Linked DNA regions of Pan troglodytes: region 2 is linked to region 1. A link is a contact called in public Hi-C data. All regions are on one chromosome and are shown on one strand. The core of a region is the stretch at or near the end of the contact, and the rest is flanking DNA. Distances in the headings are between cores, read along the strand shown. Region 1 holds the start of BASP1 (brain abundant membrane attached signal protein 1). Region 2 overlaps BASP1 (brain abundant membrane attached signal protein 1).

The links. A called contact is a pair of places that touch in the nucleus more often than the background predicts.
Region 2: a Hi-C map of a lymphoblastoid cell line shows a contact between it and region 1, with 2.7 times the contacts expected there. The contact joins the enhancer-like site here to the promoter of BASP1 in region 1. A contact is called at or near these places in 2 of 7 Hi-C or Micro-C datasets (a lymphoblastoid cell line and stem cell-derived neural progenitor cells) and 1 of 1 datasets of contacts at active chromatin or transcription factors (stem cell-derived excitatory neurons).

Annotation. Positions count from the first base shown.
Region 1 is chr4:17,866,235-17,869,456 of NHGRI_mPanTro3-v2.0_pri, reverse strand. It overlaps BASP1 (brain abundant membrane attached signal protein 1), which reads right to left and starts at 1,704. Exons shown (of 2, transcript XM_016952979.4): 1 at 1,480-1,704.
Region 2 is chr4:17,916,821-17,920,042 of NHGRI_mPanTro3-v2.0_pri, reverse strand. All of the region lies in intron 1 of BASP1 (brain abundant membrane attached signal protein 1), which reads right to left. Among named protein-coding and RNA genes, the nearest start is that of BASP1, 51 kb to the right of the region's middle. Within about 2 kb of position 1,627, at least 2 of the 24 cell types and tissues checked have an H3K27ac peak or open chromatin away from gene starts, as enhancers often do. A contact at or near this core is called in a lymphoblastoid cell line, where this site is marked.

The DNA of each region.
Region 1 (3,222 bases), core at 455-2,954:
GGAGGGGAGTGGGTGGCTGGATGATGGAGATGGGATGGGGCTGCCGGGCCCTCCACACCCTGCTCTCCGGCGCATGCGCGAGGCCAAGACAAAGGAATAGGTAATTACAGTCCCGATTCATTCATTTTGCCTGCAGTATACTGGGGGTCTGTTGGCCCGGGCTGTAATCCCGGGAGGTGGGGGTGGGGGGTCGGTCCACAACCCTATAGCAGAAGGCCATTTCGATGCTAGTGTTGGGTTTTAGCCCGCCCCACAGTGCGAGTGGCCGCGGGGGAGACAGAGGTGTTGTCAACCCTGTACAAGGTACTAAAAAATGCACCCATGTGCGCTGTGCTAATTTCAGCAGAGTGAGAATTACATGGGCAAGGGCTGTCCACCGAGTTCGTTTCAAGGCGGAAATGTCTCTGGGGACGCAGATAAGGAGCCTGGCCAAGCGTTCGATGAATATTCATGAAAAGAATGCGGTTTGCAGCCGCGCATTGTGCGTGCGATCGGATCCAGGATTCCGCAATTTTTATTTTTCTGGAAATGGAGGGGAGACGGGGGCGGCGGGAGCAGGAACCGGGCGCCGGGTTTCAGCTTTAGCGCTTTGGGCAAAAGCTGCTCAACCCCAACCCTACGCACCCAGCGGGGCTGAGCCCAGTTAGGGCCGCGCGCTGTCAGGTTCAAGCCCACACCCCCCGGGCCCGGGCCGGGGCCGGGACCCAGGGCGGAGGCGCCTGGCGCATTCTTGGAACCAAAGGCTCGAAAAAACAAACTGCTCCGAGGCAGCCCACGGGTTCGTGGGAAGGCAATTCCGCCACGGACGAGGCTGGGGCTCCGATCTGCTCGGGAGGTGCTTCTGAGTGCACGTCGCCGTGTGAACCTCGTATTCCTTGGCCCCAGAACCAAGATCCAGGAGTCCCATGGGTCGAGAAAACCCGTTTGCCAAAGCAAAAAGCCACCCACTTCCTTCTGATCGGGCCAGATTCCCCATCTTCTTTCTCCCCGGACTCCCGCCCCACCCCACCCCCACCCTCCATCTTTGGCTGCTGCGCCCCTCGCCCCGAGCGCTTTCTCCCAGGCTGGTAAGGGCTCCAATGACGGAAGCGCTCCCTTCAGCCCACAGAACCGTCTCCCCGGGACTCAACGCACTGAGGGGGTTTCGCATTCGGCAATTCCTCCCGTCACCCGCAGCTCCTCTCCCCGACAGCCCCCTCCCCCCAGCTCCGTTTACCAACCTCGCCGCCCCCCTCACCCCTCCACCATGCGAGCGGCTGAAGCCTCCCACTTCTGGGCCCCCCATCACCCGGGATCCCCGAAGTGCGACGGAGCCCTCACAGAGGGACCCCAGGCCCTTGCCGTCCAATCCGGGCCCACATCCCCGCTGCCCGCTGCACGAAGGGAGAGCCTGGGGGCTGCGGGGCGGGGCGCGGCGCGGTGGGGGACGGAGGCCCCCGGGTCCGCGGCGGCGCGGGGCCACCGGGCGCGCCTCCTTACCGGCTCTGGGTGCCTGTGCAGCCCCTGGGTTAGCGCGGTGCCGCCAAGAGGCCGGGGTCGCTGGCGTCGTCTGGCTGGTGCCTGGCCGCTGGCGGAGGCTCTCTCCCGGCTCGACGGCGGAGCCCGGAGCGAGGAGCCAGTTGGAGCGCTGCCGCCGCCGTCGTCGCCGCTGCCGCTACTGCCGCCGCCGCCGCCGCTGCAGCCTCTGCATTTCTCGCGCTCGCTCCCCCTCCCCTTCCTGCCCAGTGCCCTCCCCCCGCGCGTCCGCCCGCCCAGCCTCCCTCCTCCCGCGCTCCCCGCCCGCCTCTCTCCCCTCCCTCCAGCCCGGCGCCCCGCCCGTCTCCTCTCCACCCCCTCCAGCTCCGTGCTCCCCACCCCCTGCACTCCCTCTGCTCCCCTCCCCTCCCTCCGGCGCAGACCCTCCCCTCTCCCCTCTAGCCTGGACACGCCCGCCTCCCCTTGACTCCCCCCAGCTCTAGGCCCCCACCTCCCCTCCCCTCCAGCACAGTCACCCCCATTTCTCTCCTATCCTCCATCCTGGTTCCTCCCTTCCCCCCACCTCCCAACTCTGTGCCCCGCCAACGTTTCCTAAATGCCCTCTATTCAGATCCCCCCTCCGCCTCCCCTCTCCTCTCCTCCATTCCTGCGTCCCCCTTCCCCCGCCGCGCCGCCTGGGCTGTCCGTGGGCTTCTCTCTCTCTCTCTCTCTCTCTCACTCTCTCTCTCTGTCTCTCTCTCTCCCCCTCATTTATTTGGAACCGTTGGATAAGAAGGGCTCGGGCTGTCGCTCAGACTTAGGGAGCTGTCTCGAGGTGATGAATGACACCCCCTGGCACCAGCTACCCTTCTCAGACCCCAGTCCAGCCCGCTCCCGACGTCGACTACGATTCCGCTACCTCGGCGGGCAGCGAGGTTGGGGTGAGCCCCAGCTGCAGGCGCGTCTGGGCTGCGCCGCTGCAAACGAGTTGCGCACCTTGGGCGGCTGCGCACCTTGGGCGGCTCCGCACCTGCACCCGCACCCGCGGGGCTGAGCCCCGAAGGCTGCAGCTTCGGGGGAGGCGCGGTCGCCGAGGTCCAGCTGGTCGGGCGAGAGACGTCGCCCCTCGGAGGATGCTCTCGGAACTTGGGAGAGGAAGGAGGGAAAAGAAGAGGGGAAAGGGGCCGTCGATGTTTTTGATGTCTGTGCTTTAATGGAGGCCACCAATATTGAGAAGACAGGGTTGGCCGAGGCAACCCGCACGCTGCTACTCGCGAGCGCTCGAGTCAAAGCTAGGGCCAACCGCGGCTTGTCCGGTGCCCTGGGGGGCGGACACTTGGTTTAGCACCGGGACACAGAATAGCCACCGGGGTAGGAAGATGCGTTCACTTTGCTTACCTGTTGGCAAGAGGGACATACAAAAATAACGTAACGTGACATCGTTGACAACGGTAGCTCTTTGATTACACAAAAGCCAATTTTACCTTCCCGCAAACGCCAGTTGACGCCTTTGGAACTTTTATTTGCGGCATTTTGGCGCCCTCTGGCTGTGTTTGGATCGCTTTCATGCTCGCCTGAGTCCCAGCCAAGAAAAAATCGATGGAGTTGCAGGTTGTCCTCAGGATGGTTCTGCCCTCATGACCTGGGCGCGAATTCAGGGACAAGGTGGCCCTCCAGAACCGGAGTGACAAACTGTAACCATACTTAGGGAGGCAGACGTCAAAGGCAAGTACATCTGTATTCAACTGGGTAAAGGTAAGTGCATTT
Region 2 (3,222 bases), core at 378-2,877, 51 kb before region 1:
GGAAAAATATGTGGTCCTATGCATTGCTATAATAGCAAACCACCCCCCCCAAAAAAAAAAACCAGTAAACTCCTTCTTACTATTGAGAGCTTAAATTTAATATGAAAATTTCTTTGGGAGAGTAAAGGTGAGAAATAATTTGAAATCTGATGTTATAATGAAGACACTCTGTAATAGAGACAATCTCCTCTACCGAGTTTTCCAGTTGCTTGTTCCTTTTTCTCCAGGAAGCCTGTCAGGGAACACAGAAGATATTCCTTATCCCTTCAGATCATCTGCTGTGTTTATTTTGTACACAGAATCCACAGGACACACTGGGTCCAGATCCCCTCTGTACACGCTATTTTAATAGCTAAGAATTTCACTAAAAAACCACAATTCTTACAAACTATAATATGATCCCCTCTGTACACACTTAATAGCAAATAATTTCACTAAACAACCATGATTTGGCTGCTGACATGACCAACTCATCCAGAACTTTCCTAATACGCACTTACATTTTTTCTTACCTTACACCACTCCATTAGCACAGCCTACTTTATTAAAATTCAGTCTTTCAGTTTGAGAAAATAAAGGTGGAAGAGTAGATAGCAAAATGCCGTATAAGAAAAAAATAAATTATGAAATATTTTATTTGTTTGACTTGTGTCAAAAACAAGCCACCTAGCACTCAGTATGAAGTTTGCTAAAAATGATAGGTGTGCTAGAGGTTGGTCTCCACTGTCAACAAAGTGCTGTGAGACTCAGTGGTTACCTCCCACTCTGGATCTCAAATTTCCTAATCAGTAAAACAACGATACTTAAAGTGTATTCTCTTTCTAGGGGGAAAAATAATTTTATGAATGCTTCTGGCACTAAATAAAATGCAATGCAAGATAAAAAAACAAGTGGTATTATCAATAGAGTTCAATACATCTACTAATCACTGTCATAAAAATATATCATCTTACACCCTGAAGATTAAATTGACAGCCAGCTGCTATTACTATGATTGGATGTCTTCATACGTCATTTCAATATGTGAAGCTTGCTGAAAATTAGAAACAAAAAAAATTTTAAAAAGCAAAAACAACAACAACAAAAAAAAAGGCTGGGAGCGGTGGCTCACGCCTGTAATCCCAGCACTTTGGGAAGCTGAGGCAGGAGGATCACAAGGTTGAGAGTTCAAGACAAGCCTGGCCAACATGGTGAAACCTCATCTCTACTAAAAATACAAAAATTAGCCAGGTGCAGTGGCGTGCGTCTATAGTCCCAGCTATTTGGGAGGCTGAAGCAGGAGAATCGCTTGAACCCGGGAGGCGGAGGTTGCAGTGGGATGAGATCGTGCCACCGCACTCCAGCCTGGGGCCTGGTGACAGAGCAAGACTTAGTCTCAAAAAAAAAAAAAAAAAAAAAAAAGAAGCAAAAAAAATACAAACAAAAATTGTAAAATGACATCTAAATATTAAAGCACAGAATGTTTTTTAATGTTTTCAATTATATTTAGAAAATCTTCTCAGAATAATGTGTAAACTCTGTAAGGAATGAGTCAGGATGGAATGGCTCACTGAAGACATCTCAGCGTCAAAACTGTCAGAAAAGTCAGGTTTCATCAGCTTCACTCATGCAGAACTAGTTCACAGTGCCCTGGCTGTGGAAGACACTCGGTTGTTTCCCCTTTACCTACTTTTGATGCGTCATCTACCAATCACTGGTGGTCCTGCCTTGCAAGACCCAATCTCTTTGAGCAAGCGTGCTTCCTAAAAATAATCAAACCATCTTTTCCTTTTATGCGATGCTAAGTAGTATCAGCCTACAGATACTTTAAATTATCCTTTCAAATATAGTTTAAATCAATCTTACAAGGGCTAATCAGAATTCTCGAAAACTAATGTGATATTCAGTTTAGTGTTATGTAGAAACGTTGAGAAAAATAAAGTGGGAAAAGTTCTCAGCCCCAAATTTCCAGCGCAATACAACCACTTAACAAAACGAAACCAGGGTGTATCACCATTTTTACAGAGCTATCCACAGGCAACATTTTGAAAGATTATGTTTGGAGTTCCTACACTGAGAAAGAGTTCCAGGTCAGATTTTTTTTTTTTTTTTTTTTGAGACAGGATCTTGCTGCTCTGTCGCTCAGGCTGGAGCGCAGTGGCGCGATCTCGGCTCACTGCAACTTGCGCCTCTCGGTTCAAGTGATTCTCGTGCCTCAGCCTCCTGAGTAGCTGGGATTACCTGTGCACCACCACACCTGGCTAATTTTTGTATTTTTAGTATTTTAGTAGAGACGGGGTTTCACCATGTTGGCCAAGCTGGTCTCAAACTCCTGACCTCAGGTGATTCGCTTGCCTCAGACACCCAAAGTGCTGGGATTACAGGCGTGAGCCACCATGCCCCGCCCCAGATATAGCTTTTAATGCCAACTTTAGGAATATCAACAAGGAGGCCATGGTGAATTCAAACACAATAAGGCAAAGATTCATTACTCTTAGATGAACAAGAGCAAGAGTGAGAATGAAATAAGGAGGGAGGGAGACAGAACAGAGCAAGCAAGGGAGGGAGAGGTGGCGAAGGAACAGAGAAAACGCCTCTCATTTTGAATAAATTCTCTTTTCATCATCCTTAAAACCGCTTTTTCTGAAAATCTACTCCTCCAGACATAATCTTTTTCCTGCATTTTTAACTTATGGAAATTGAAGCCACATATACTGTTCCTTAAACTTCTATAGCAGGACACTGTCAGAGACACACCAGGGTGAAAATATCCCGCACTGTAGGATTTAAATCATACCTCCATTCTGCCCCAAAGTGACAGCAATGAATCGGGAAGCCCAAAGGGTTAGTGTCCCTTGCTCTGTGGTGCTACCAGAGGAACCCAATTTGACCAATAACTGCTGTGGCGACTGGAGTTACTGAGCTGACCTGGTCTTCAGCAGGACTTATTATGTCCTTAATAGAAGACACTTCTGCCCCTTGCAGTGACTAAGGGTTCTCAAATCCCTTTGCTGGTACCAAGTGAAAATGCATGGATCAGCCCTGCTGCCTATGCATTCTTTGGGTTTGGGTCAAGACTCCTGCAGTATTTAAAGACACAACCCTATATATCAGAACGGTATCTAATTAACATTTGAGCTGGAAGTTGTTCTAATAGCTTTGCAATGAAATGTGAGGTTTCTGAGAACTATCATTTATTACTTCCTTTCTTTAGTCCTTTAAATAAAACACTTACTAAACAGG